Regions from separate parts of the Mus musculus genome. Here regions 1, 3 and 4 are each linked to region 2. A link is a contact called in public HiChIP or PLAC-seq and promoter capture Hi-C data. All regions are on one chromosome and are shown on one strand. The core of a region is the stretch at or near the end of the contact, and the rest is flanking DNA. Distances in the headings are between cores, read along the strand shown. Region 1 has its middle 130 kb from the start of Gm32558. Region 2 holds the start of Kit (KIT proto-oncogene receptor tyrosine kinase). Region 3 has its middle 81 kb from the start of Gm32558. Region 4 has its middle 130 kb from the start of Gm24502.

The links. Promoter capture Hi-C pulls out the DNA fragments that hold promoters and counts their contacts. HiChIP or PLAC-seq counts read pairs in DNA pulled down with a chosen protein or histone mark.
Region 1: an H3K27ac HiChIP or PLAC-seq map of the HPC-7 cell line shows a contact between it and region 2, with 8 times the contacts expected there. The contact joins the enhancer-like site here to the promoter of Kit in region 2. A contact is called at or near these places in 2 of 39 promoter capture datasets (both in liver), 1 of 484 Hi-C or Micro-C datasets (nephron progenitors) and 9 of 115 datasets of contacts at active chromatin or transcription factors (the HPC-7 cell line, cardiomyocytes, embryonic basal ganglia and 6 more).
Region 3: a promoter capture Hi-C map of the HPC-7 cell line shows a contact between it and region 2, with 2.8 times the contacts expected there. The contact joins the enhancer-like site here to the promoter of Kit in region 2. A contact is called at or near these places in 6 of 39 promoter capture datasets (3T3-L1-derived adipocytes, the HPC-7 cell line, hematopoietic stem and progenitor cells and 3 more), 7 of 484 Hi-C or Micro-C datasets (the G1E-ER4 cell line, cumulus cells, group 2 innate lymphoid cells and 3 more) and 4 of 115 datasets of contacts at active chromatin or transcription factors (embryonic forebrain, fetal liver, large pre-B cells and 1 more).
Region 4: a contact with region 2 is called in a promoter capture Hi-C map of the HPC-7 cell line, with 6 times the contacts expected there. The contact joins the enhancer-like site here to the promoter of Kit in region 2. A contact is called at or near these places in 2 of 39 promoter capture datasets (the HPC-7 cell line and HPC-7-derived erythroid cells), 1 of 484 Hi-C or Micro-C datasets (nephron progenitors), 5 of 115 datasets of contacts at active chromatin or transcription factors (embryonic forebrain, embryonic stem cells, fetal liver and 2 more) and 1 of 9 other capture datasets (pancreatic islet).

The regions. Positions count from the first base shown.
Region 1 is chr5:75,807,397-75,810,168 of GRCm38.p6, reverse strand. No RefSeq gene overlaps it. Among named protein-coding and RNA genes, the nearest start is that of Gm32558, 130 kb to the right of the region's middle. Within about 2 kb of position 1,413, at least 28 of the 459 cell types and tissues checked have an H3K27ac peak or open chromatin away from gene starts, as enhancers often do. A contact at or near this core is called in the HPC-7 cell line, where this site is marked.
Region 2 is chr5:75,573,670-75,576,762 of GRCm38.p6, reverse strand. Kit (KIT proto-oncogene receptor tyrosine kinase) reads right to left here and starts at 1,776. Exons shown (of 21, transcript NM_001122733.1): 1 at 1,645-1,776. The coding sequence starts at 1,711.
Region 3 is chr5:75,755,217-75,757,984 of GRCm38.p6, reverse strand. No RefSeq gene overlaps it. Among named protein-coding and RNA genes, the nearest start is that of Gm32558, 81 kb to the right of the region's middle. Within about 2 kb of position 1,499, at least 9 of the 459 cell types and tissues checked have an H3K27ac peak or open chromatin away from gene starts, as enhancers often do. A contact at or near this core is called in the HPC-7 cell line, where this site is marked.
Region 4 is chr5:75,427,999-75,430,940 of GRCm38.p6, reverse strand. No RefSeq gene overlaps it. Among named protein-coding and RNA genes, the nearest start is that of Gm24502, 130 kb to the left of the region's middle. Within about 2 kb of position 1,475, at least 2 of the 459 cell types and tissues checked have an H3K27ac peak or open chromatin away from gene starts, as enhancers often do. A contact at or near this core is called in the HPC-7 cell line, where this site is marked.

The DNA of each region.
Region 1 (2,772 bases), core at 164-2,663, 230 kb before region 2:
TTTCTCATGTGCGTGAAGAGCCTCAAAAAGGATCCTGCTGTGGCCGAACTGGTCTTTCTGACAACAGCACAGTCTCCATGAGCGCTCTGTCTGAGACAGTGCTGTTTTCCATCAGCAATGCTTTTCGCAGGTAGAGGTGACATACATCTGACCCTAAGTCCCCCGGAGTGAGAGAAAGGTGTCAACCCAGGTGATGTCTGTTCCCACATGCTCAGAACCCTGGGAGCCATCTTTAAAATGGGGAGAAAAGAAAATAATTTCTACGAAGCTGGCCTGCATCTAAGAGCTTTATATGTATTAAATCATTCGATATTCTCAGCTTGTAAAGGAGGGGCTACAGCTCCCCCTTTCTCCAGTGATGCTGGACCTCAGTTTGATTAATTGTCCCACCCAGGAAGTGTCTCTACTCTTCTAGGAAAGTGGCTTTGGCTGCGTACATGTGTATAGCACTAGGCCCATGGTAATTATTTCTTTTTTATTTCTGCACTGTAGAACCTTCTGGGAAGAATAAGGATCCGAGAGGGAACAGACAGAAAATGAATTAGTGGATTCTGGTGCCGCCTTCAGCTGCCATGTTATTATGTTGTTATGGGACTTTGAAAAAAAAATTAGTACTTAAGTCCACAGCCAATCTCGTTAAGCCAGTTTCCTGACCATGTGGCCCCAGACACGTAGAAACCTATGTCGTTATTGTTGTTTATCCTCCAGACTGTGTTGACATGTGCAGGGACCTTCACTTTTCTTAGGAACATTGCTTTACTTGGAATCTTTGCATTTCATTAGAAGATGAGACAACCAGAATGGTGGCCCAGCTCTCTCAACGCGCTCAAAGGTTCCATCTAGCACAAGCTAGAGGCCAAGCTTCAAGGCACGGCCACTGGATCACAGCGTCAGCACACTGGGATCTTGTTAGCTGTGACCTGGCTAGTCCCACTTCAGACTCCCGGAAGCAGCAGCTCCACAGACGAGGCCAGGAAGCCATGGGTGTAGCGGGCCCTCCACGTGCCTCTCATGCACGCTCAACTGTGAGGCCCCTGTACTTCCTGAAACCTTTTTTGGAAGAAAAAGCTGAAGCATGTTGAATTCATCCAAATGAAAGTGAGCCTCAACACAATGAATTATTCCAGCCACGGAGAATACGACATCTGCCAGAAGATATTTGGAAGAAGTGAATTGGTTAATGTTGCTCCGGGTTTGAGCAAACGTAAGCGCATTCTCACAAAGAGTCATTGCAATTCGGGTCTTTCACAAGGCTTAGTAGTTTCCTCTTCTTATTATTCTGACAAAATGCTTGACAAAAGAGACTTAAGGAAGGAAACGTTTGTTTTGGCCCAAGCTTTGAGGGTACAGTTCATCAAGGCAGTGATGTCTTGGCTTCAGGAGCTTGAAGCAGCTGATCACATGACTCGGGGGCAGGGCGGGGGATGGGTGGTGCTCAGTTCTCTTTTTCTTCTCTTTCCTCTTCTATGACATCCAGGTGGGGCTGGGGAGGAAGAGCCTGCCCAGATCAAGAGTGTGGTTGAGGCAGGTCCAAACCCCAGTAATCTTGTCCTGAGTTTGGCGGGAGGATCACTGCTCCCCTGACCCAGGCACAGGTAGCCAGGTCGCACTGTCCAGTAGCCAGGTTAAGCTTCCGCTCCACTTATAAGGTCGTGTTCAGCCGCACCTGGAATTCCTCCTTATGCAAATGAGGCAGCCCCAGCACCTTGGCCTCAGCCAAAGATGTACACACACCCGGGAAGCCCCTACCCACCTTCCAAAGGCATAAATTGCTGTCTCACTCACGCTTCCTCCCTGAGAGTCTGTTCTCTTTGCATTCACCTCTGCTGGAGGCTTCTTCTGCTCCTGGCCATTCCTGCCTTTATTTCCTCTCAGGAGGGGAAACAGAACCTGAGCAAACATACTGGTTCCCTGCTCACGAGAGGGTGCTGCTCAGTTTGGGTCTTTCCTCCTCAATTCAACCTTTTAGGAAATATCATCACACCTGTGCGCATGCTCACACACACACCAGTTTGTCTCCTTGGTGATTCTAAATCCTGTCAAAGTGACAATAGAGTTTAGTCACCCCAGAAGACATTCCCAGTCATTAAAACGGGATCTAATATTCTGCTATGTCCACAGAGTGGAGAATGGATATTCTTTATGAGGTAAATATAGTTGAAATTTTAGGAGGCCAATTAAGTAGGTATCTTTTTGTTCCTGACGAACTGACAAATAAGAAAGAAAGGTTAAAAGGAGATAAAATTTCATTTATTTCAAAGCATAGAGTAGCAGTGGGTCTGTGTGTTCCAGGTTCTTTTTCCCTATGTACGAACCCCAGGCACTGGCTTAATGCCACTCATCATCTGCTTGTGATGGAGAGTTGGCCAAGCTGTTAAGTACATTCCACTTGGGTCTTGCATGTGGTTGTCATCATGTGACCAGCAGTTTTGCAGGAAGACTCTGATAGCCAGGGCTAGAATGGCCCTCCTCATCCATCCAATACTCTCTCTGACCAGGGATCTCAGAGTACACAAATCTCCTTCATAGCAACTGTAGGGTCCTGAAGAGAGAGCTCTGAGAGAATTCAATAGAAGTCATACAGCTCTTTAGCCAGCCCTGGGAGCTACACAGCACCACCTCTTCTGCAGATCTCTATTTATCAAAGCAGTCACAAAACTTCTTCCCAGGCTCAAAGTGTAGCTCTTGGCGGGAGGCATGTCAAAAACCATGCAGCTGTATTTTCAAATGCTACAGCGTGCCCACATATGGCTCTCTAACACACACCCTCCC
Region 2 (3,093 bases), core at 527-3,026:
TTTCAAAAGGGAACTGTGATCTTTGTGGCGTTCCACCTTGCTCTAAAGCAGAACAAGGTGGAAAACGTAAAAGATCACTGGGGTCATTTTCAGCTAAGTGGTCAAATATGCCTAGGAATCTGAACACTCATTTGTGACCCTTGGTGACCCCTCTTCTGTGCGCGCAGAGGTCCAGATGCAAGACTTCCCCCACAAAAAAAAAGCCCTCTCCCAGCCTTTCAAAAGCATCTAGGGAGTGAGATCTGGAAAACGCAGTCAGCGGTGGGCTCAAAACAGGTCACAGAGATGCTGGCCATCTGACGCCTTATTGCAGCGTGCAGATTGTCTCTAGCCTATAGCATCAAGGTAACCTAAAAGGGTTTCTGGTTTTTGTTTTGAAAATGACCTAGGAGGGAGCAGGGCTTCAGGACTAAGCAGGCAACCTGCACGGGCAGTGCACCAGCGACACCTGGCAAAAAAAGGGGCAGGGCTGAGGAGCTCCGGAACCTTAAGATCTTGAGACCCAAGTTACCCTGCAAAAGGTAACAAGATTTTCCCAACAGCTTGAAGAAACAAATGCTATTTGCAGAAAGCTTACCCCTTCTCCCCCACCCCCTAGCCTCCCCAGGCAGCCCTGAGTATGGCTATCACGTGGGAGAGGGTTTCTGGATCTCGGGATTCCCCTCCAAAAAAAAAAAAAAAAAAAAAAAACGGCCACCTGCGATTACAAGTCGCATACACTGAAACCAGAGGTTTCCAAAGCTGGGGAGAACTGACTCGGTCCTGGTCCAGCGCGCACGAGGTGGCAAGAACAGCTGCGTCCCCGCACGCAGTCCCTGATTCCCAGAAGCTGGCGACCAACGTAGGCTACAGCAGCTCCCTGGCGCGTGGCAGCAACGAACACCGTGCGGCTGCAGAGAGGGGCGAGCCCCTAGCACGAGATTTACAAAAGGAAAAAGTCTGCAACCTAGCGGCTGCTCGCCACACGCCCGGCTCAAGTTGTCCCCATAGCCGCCACCTACAGGCTCGTGGGGTCCCGCCCCAGAGCCTCACGCCGCGTGCTCCCCGTGCAAAAAACGGAGTTGGGTGGGGGCAAGCAAGCCCGAGATTCGTCTCCTCGGGTGGCGCCGCGCACGATGAGAGCGGCTGCAGTTGCGTCCCCAGCACTGTGCACAAAGAGCGCCCGAGGTGGGGAAGCAGCGGCCGCAAGAAAAGGCTCTCCAACTTTGCCCGGCGTGTGTCCGGGACCCGTGGGCTGGTTGTCCCAGGCGTCGGTCACCCACGCGCAACTTTTAACAAAAAGGAAGCCGTGGCCGCACCTCGCTCGGAGAGAGGACGCTCTCGGTGCGAAGCCCGAGGCCGCCCGCCCCTGCCACCCGCGCGCAGTCGGCACAAAAGCATCACCAAACTCGCCCGCAGCCTGCAGCTCGCTGCCTGGGTTCCCAGAAGACCCTCGGCCCCGGGTCTCCACCACCCGGGCTGAGGTCTCTCAGCTCAGGTGAGCGAGGCGGGCCACCAGAGTCCCGCGGCCGCCTACCACCTTCGAGGTGGTAGGCATGGGAAAAGCCAACAGCTACCACTCCGGACGCACCCAGGTGGCACCCCTCCCGGACCCGGGCTGCGCCCACAGAGGGTGCAGTCCTCTTGTCTGCCGCTCTTTCCCACCTGTCTGGCCACGGAGCAGGACCAACAGGACGCAGAGCAGATCCCAGGCGCCGCGAGCGCCTCTCATCGCGGTGGCTGCGCTAGACTCTGAGCTCCTCTCTCTGCTACAGCTCTCGCCCAAGTGCACCGAGCGCGGCAAAGCCGAGCCCCCAGAGCCACTAGCGGCGCGCGACAGCCCCTCCTCCAGCCCTCCTCCCAGCTCGTGGCCACGCCCCTCCCTTCTCCCGCCCGGGTCGCACTCCCTCCCGCTGCCTAGTGCCCGGGGCTCTCGGGCTGCAATAAGCTGATCCCGGGGGCGCTGTGCCCTCTAAGACCAGGAGCCCCCACAGGCCCTCCACCCTGGATCCTCTTCCTCCTAGCACTCTCCCTCCATCGGTGGTCCTTCAGTCCAGGCGGCTGGCTGGCCACGCAGGTGCTGCCCGCGCTTTGTGAAGCCCAGCGCCACGAGCGCATTAGGTACGGGCCAGCCACCTGGCAGGTGCTCCCTAGACAATAAAGGACAACCACCGGTCCCTCCAGCAAGCTCCGGAGCGGGGAGAATATATTCGGCTTATGGTGGAGGTGTTACTAGTCGGGATTGCCGGGCGAAGGGATTAGGAAACTGGGTCCCCAACATTTATTTCTGTTCCTGTTGGTAGAGGAGGACGGATCGTGGCACCCCTGACCTCAGTAAAAGACCGAGCCCACGTTTAAGTAATTTTTCATGCTCAGTTTCTCCACCTGCTGCGAAACCTGTAAGAATACAGCTGATTTCTATTGGCCAGCGTGGACCTCCACCCAGCCAAGCTCCTGCTGAGACTTGTGGAAACTGGGCCAGTGGACTACAGAGGCATCCTGTGAAGGAGTTAGCTTTGAAACTCGGTTTTTAAAACCTATTTGCATTTGGGTGCCTTTTCTCTTGTGTTAATTATTTTTTTAATCTCACCCTCAACACCCCCCCCCCGCCCCATCCCCTCTGAGTCCCCCTTTCCCCAACTCGATCCGACTGTGGTCTGCCTTAGGAGCAAGATAAAAGCAAAATAATTTCCTTTTAAAGTTTTTTTTTAATGTGTATGAGTGTTTTACTTACATGAATATGTGTGTGTGCCACGTGTGTGACTAGTGCCCAGGGAGGTCAGAAGGATGTCAGATCTCCTGAAACTAGAGTTACGGATGCTTGTGTATCATCTTGTGGGTGCCTGGAGCCCAACTACTCTTGTTCTTTGTTTGTTTCTTTGTTTGTTTGTTTGTTTGTTTCGAGACAGGGTTACTGGCTGTCCTGGAACTCACTTTGTAGACCAGGCTGCCTCGAACTCAGAAATTCGCCTGCCTCTGCCTCCCAAGTGCTGGGATTAAAGTCATGCGCCAACTTTCTTGTTCTTAACTAATTGACCCAACTCTCCAACTCCTAAAGTAATTCTCTTAAGACAATTTCTACCTAGGGACATTTCACAGTCACTGTGGCTATCC
Region 3 (2,768 bases), core at 250-2,749, 180 kb before region 2:
GCCCTCAGCCCCTCTCAAGTTATGCTGGAACGTTTAGAGGAGCTGTTAAGAAAGTACGTAAGCGATCAAATGAATGCAGTACAGTTTTTTTAATTGGATGTCTATTTTTATGTATCACAGAATGTATCTGAATACATTCTAAAAATAGCCACGGAGATCTGGGAAGGTGGATCTTAGCGGTGCGCAGAAACTGCGGCTCTCACAGGCCTTTTGCAGGATATGGACGTTAAAACTCAAGTCGGCACGCAGGTTGCTGAGGGCTCTGCTCCAGGAATCTATTGTTTTTCCCCACCCCAGTGCAGAGGCCCCTGAGCCAGGAAAGGGGTAGCAAACTCAGTTTCCATAAAATAATAATAATAAAAAACAAGGATAAACATAGGAGTTGATTATTCTGGAGATAAGTAAGGGATCCTGATCAATTCTGACGTAAGAACAAAGATACGGCTTTAGGCTTCACAGAGCATCCAACCTCAAGGGTCTTCCTGTATCCTAATAACTCATACATCAATTCTACAGCATGGCTGGGCCGAAGGATTGGCTTAGTTACGTGTTTCAACCTGCTCCTTAGAGACGGGACACAGGCACCTGTGCTGTGCTGGTTAAACTGTGTTCATTGTAGCGCAGCTCTCTTGTGATTATACAGGTTCATATGATAGATTTTGACCAATGAGTATTGAGAATATTTAATGGTGTCACTTTCCTGTCACCTTGTAAGCACACCAGGCTTCTTGGTGGAGCAGTGTTGGAGAGATGGTCCTTCTGTCAGTCTGAATTCCGAGGTCTGTGGTGAGTGGGACTTCTCCACTGTACTGTGAAGGCCAGGAAGTATGATGGTGCTCTGACCTGCTTTGTGCTGTTATAATAGAATACTACGGATGTAGCAACTCATAAAGGAAAAATATTTACTCCTTAACGTTCTGGAAGCTGGAAAGTTCAATGTCAAGTCTGGCACCTCATGAGGGTCTTCGTGCTCCACATGGTGGATCATCCTGTGGTGGAAGGCAGGAAGGCAAGAGAACAAGGCAGGGATGAACTTGCTCTCTTACAGGGACTCCACTCACACGGAGGCCACCCTGCCTCTGCAGTAACAACCTTCATCTGGTCGTGAAGGCAGAATCCCCACGACCCAGTGGCTTCCTGAAGTTCCCTGCTCACCACACTGGCAAGTGGGATTCCGTCTCAGCACCCGAACTCAGGTGGGCACACTCAAGCATCGTGAATGGCAAGTAACCCCTCCTTGGGTTAAGCCTCGGCACATTTAGAGTTGCTTCTTCTTCACTGGCCAGAGAGGCAGTTACACTTTAAGTGCCTATATAAGATGATATTGAAAGGCCAAAGTGGCTGCTTGGATCCACCCATAGCCTGACCTCACTAAGATAGCTAAGATAGAGTGGATTTTAGGGCAGGAGCTGGGAAGGCTGTAGTCAGGTTCCATTCAGCGCAGGACCTCGGCTGCTGTCACTTCCCAGTCAACGAGCAGAGCAAGCAAGGCAGAGGAAGCAAGCACAGCCAGGGCTCAGAAGCCACAGGACTCAAGTCTGTGTGCACTAATGGGCGTCAATCTAGCTCTTTTCACAGGCTCGGCTTTTTTGTGTGTCTGCTTTTTTAAATGACATTTTGACTGTTGGCCAATTTGAATCCCTTTCCTTCCACACCCTGAATCTAGTCCGGGACTCTTGCATACACTTGAGTCCGTGTTTGGACAGTTTAGATGATGTGTTCTCCAACCCACTGTTTAGCTGCACACTTTAATGACAGGCAAGGATGAATGGGGAAGCTTGGCATGTGTCAGGCTGGGAATGTAGGGATGGAGTTTCTGAGGGTACAGAGGGAGAAGCAGATTGTCCTGAGCTTGGCAGCAATGTCACACGGTGAGCTCCGCCAGCCTGGATGCTCTGTTACTTCCAGACCCAGCACCTTTTGGAAAAAAATGCAAACCAGACCCGAAACACAAGTAAAATGAGAGAGAGAGAGAAGGGAAAAAAAGAACCAAAAAATCCTCTACTTTGCAACACCTAGTGATTTGGGAACAATTCTTTCAAGTGGGCATTTTTAAAACAGTGACATTTAAACATGGTCCGACATTGTTTCCCCATTGCCGGTTCCCTTCCATTGATGGGCATCTCATTATTAAGCATCTTATTATTAGCACAAAATGCTTTCTGTAGAAACATAAAGGCAAAGATGCTTATTAATCAGAAACTGAATTTCCTATTCAGGCACATAATCAGAGATCTTGGGAAGTGTGAACATGCTTATTTGGTTAGAAGGACTGAGAGCGGCTTCCTCTGGGGGCATTTGATCTGCGGGGATAATGACATCCTGGGAAAATATACTGTGAGACCTGAAAAACACTACCTACAGCTCAGCTGTCCTGTGTATCTCACCCGGAGACTCATGGAAGACCCAATGGACTCCTGCAGAAGGAGATGCGAGGGTGTCAAGAACTGCTGAGCCCTGCGTATCGTCCCCATGGATTTGCCTGGACTTCCAGCATCACAGATCCATTCCTTCTGCCCCTAGGCATGGCAGATCTTGGTAGAGGTGATGTAGTTAGGGATTATATCCACAGACTGTGAACTCATGCCTCCTGAAGTTGAATTCAGCTTTTCTACTTATTAGTTGTGTAACCTTGGGTAAGTTACCAAGTTACCCAAGATTGAAGTGCCATGCAAAGAAGGTGGTGAGGCTCTCGATCTGAGGAGATATTCCAGGCCTGCCGTATTCGCCTGGGCAAGGATTTGGTCTGGCTAAGGATTTTATCCCTG
Region 4 (2,942 bases), core at 226-2,725, 150 kb after region 2:
TATTTGAGCACTGGAGACTCGCTAGTGGCTACACCACTGAAGAAATCACCTCTCCCTCCTCCAGCAACCATTGATTCTCACAGTTTTACTTTTTACTCTCTCCGTGATTGACATCTAGATTTTTAGTTTGCCTATTAAGAATAAAACTGCTATGGCCATTTGCATATATGTCTCTCTGTTGCATTTTAAAATTTTTCTCTGGGGTAAAATTTCTTGGAGAGGAGCTGCTGAGTCATTTGGTAAGTTATGTTCTACTTTGTAAGACAAAGGAGACACCCATTAATATCACTTTACATTCAGAGTAACCATGCAAGTTCTTCCCTCACTTCCTCCCTGTCAACAGGGAAACAGTGGAGTTTCACTACATTAAGACAAAACTGGAACAACCAGTGTACACACAGAGCAAAGGTCTCAGGAAAGCAATGGGCACTGCTTTTTGTCTAGGCTCACCAGGGCTCTTTCTGTAGGGCCATTCCTGACCCAGAGTTCCACCACCACTGGCATCAGTACTGGTTTGTATTAGTCGTCTAATGCTGCTGTAACAAATGCTGACGTACAGACCAGTGATGTGTTTCCACAGTTTGGGAGCTACAAGTCTGATATCAGGTATCAGCAAGGTTTGTGTTCCTGAGGCCCATCACCTTGGTGGTCTGGGTGGCTACTCTCTCTCTGTGTCTTCCTACGGTCATCTCGCTGTGTGTCTGAGCCCTAGTCTCACATACAACACAGACATATTGGAGTGACGTGTGAAAGGCTCACACTTCAATACAGGCATTTGGAAGAACACAATTCAGCTCCTCCGAGCAGTGTTCATTGTGTACTGTGGCCATGTTTTTGTCCTTTGTGGAAACGATGGTATATTAAGTAGAAAGTAGCTTTTTGCTTATTGTTGTGGTTTAGATTTTAAACATCTCCCCGAAGCTCATATGTTTATGGTTTGGACCCAACTGTTGGTGCTGTTGGAAGGTAAGAGAGACTTTAGGGATCAGGGCCCAGTTGGTGGAAGTAGTAGGAGGGAGAATTCACTTTCTCTTAGGGTGTGGCCCCTGGCAAGTAGACTGTGCTCTGGTGGATGAAGTACACCCAGGAATTTATGGGTGACATTGGACTCAATAGGTTATTTTGTAAAAAGAAGACAAGAAGTAGAGACAGGTAGGAAGGTGGATCTGGGAGGAATTAGGGAACACAGTAGGGGTGAATATAATCAAGGTACATTGAAACTCTCAAACGAGCAATAAATATATTTTTAAAGATTAAAACTAGGAGGCATTTCTTCCTTGATCTGTCTTAGAGATTATCTCTAAGGTCACCCAGGCTTTCTGAAGCCTTTAACTAAAACGGACTTAAAATCTTCACTTTAATCTCCCCAATCATTGCTGCTATCTATGCAACATCGGAGAGGATGTGCACATCCATCTTTGTCAAGGCTGCGGCTGCCCGGCGGCTGCTACCCACTTTGCCTTGTGGTTTTACCACGATCTCCTGGGAAGCCCTCCGACCCCTTCCTGCAAGCCAGGCCCTGCTGGCTCAGGGGGCCTCTCCCTTTATGCCTTCCCTTTTATTTCTCACTTCTGCACTTTTAACTCCCTCAGATCCTAATTCAACTGTCCTTGAATACTCTCAATGCTGTTTTGAAAAGTCATTTTTCCCCCATCCCTTCTTTCTCTCTGTGGCAAGGAAGCCACGAAGACAGAGCAGGCTGCTTTTCAGCAAACAATGTGTTTGCTCTTCTGTTTACTTATGAATTTTACTTTCCAATGGTGGAAAAGTTTCTCTGCCACCCACCCACCCGCCCCTGCTCCCGAGGCTGAGCATTATCAACTCCTATTTGCATTTAAGAAAACCTGGAGCAATTGGGAAAGGAAAACAGGCAAATGAGAACTGGTTTGTTTATAGCAACTGCAGATGAGGCGGCTCACAGTTGCTTTCCCACAAAAGGCCAGAATGCAGTTTTCACTGCTGTTCACAGGTAAGTAATCTATGCACAGCTCCTTACCTTGCAATCAAGAGGTTATACACTCGGGGCACCTTCTATAAGAAAGGATACACAGATATATTGCTTTTTTTGCCAATGTTACAAAACATAGCTCATGCATAAATTACTAGCCTACTTCCCACCCCCCATATGTGCGCTCGACTCAGTCCCTTCAGGACCTTCTGAGTAGGCTGTGCAAGCCAGAGGTCCCCAAAGCTTATGCTTCATTAGCATCATAGTAAATATGCTTCTAATTGTAATAAATGCCTAAGGAATTTGCTTGTTTACTGTTTGCCTCCGGTACCAGGGCTGAAGCCAGCTCACTGTATACGTGGTGGAGCCCACTTTCCCCGTGCAGTGCTCTAGTCTACAGTCAATAAATATTTGTTAAGTGAAATTAATTGCTGGCAGTCAGGAAGAGTGAATGACAACTGTGATGGGTGTCTCATAACTAATGACAATGGGGACTGGTGTCCCATAACTACCGGTGAATGCAACTATGTTTGCAACACGCGTGGAGCTGGGTGAACCGTTTGAGGTGGTTAACAAATCACTTTGACGTTATGTACTGGGGCTGCCTAGGTCATCTTCCCCTGAGGAATGGCTTCTCTCCAAGCTCTCTCCCAGGACCTCGCATAGCAGCTGAGGCCATTCCTTTACCAAGAGTGGTGCGGATGGCCTTCCAGGATTTCTGGAAGTCCTGAGTCCAAGGCCTGCAGCTGCAAGACCATTGGCCAAGCCCAGAGGTGGGGAGTGGAGTGACCTTTATAAAGAACTTCAAGGCTTATTCTTTCTTACGGACTTGCCAGTGGAAGACATGATGATCATTGACCTTTTCCTAAGGACACTCTTTAAACTGTCACCAGAAGAAGGCTTACAGTACAATGGAGAAGAGTCTACTTTCCCTCAGAGGATGAACCGCCTGCTGACATCCCACCTCTGTAGATGCTCTGAGACAGGAGCCATC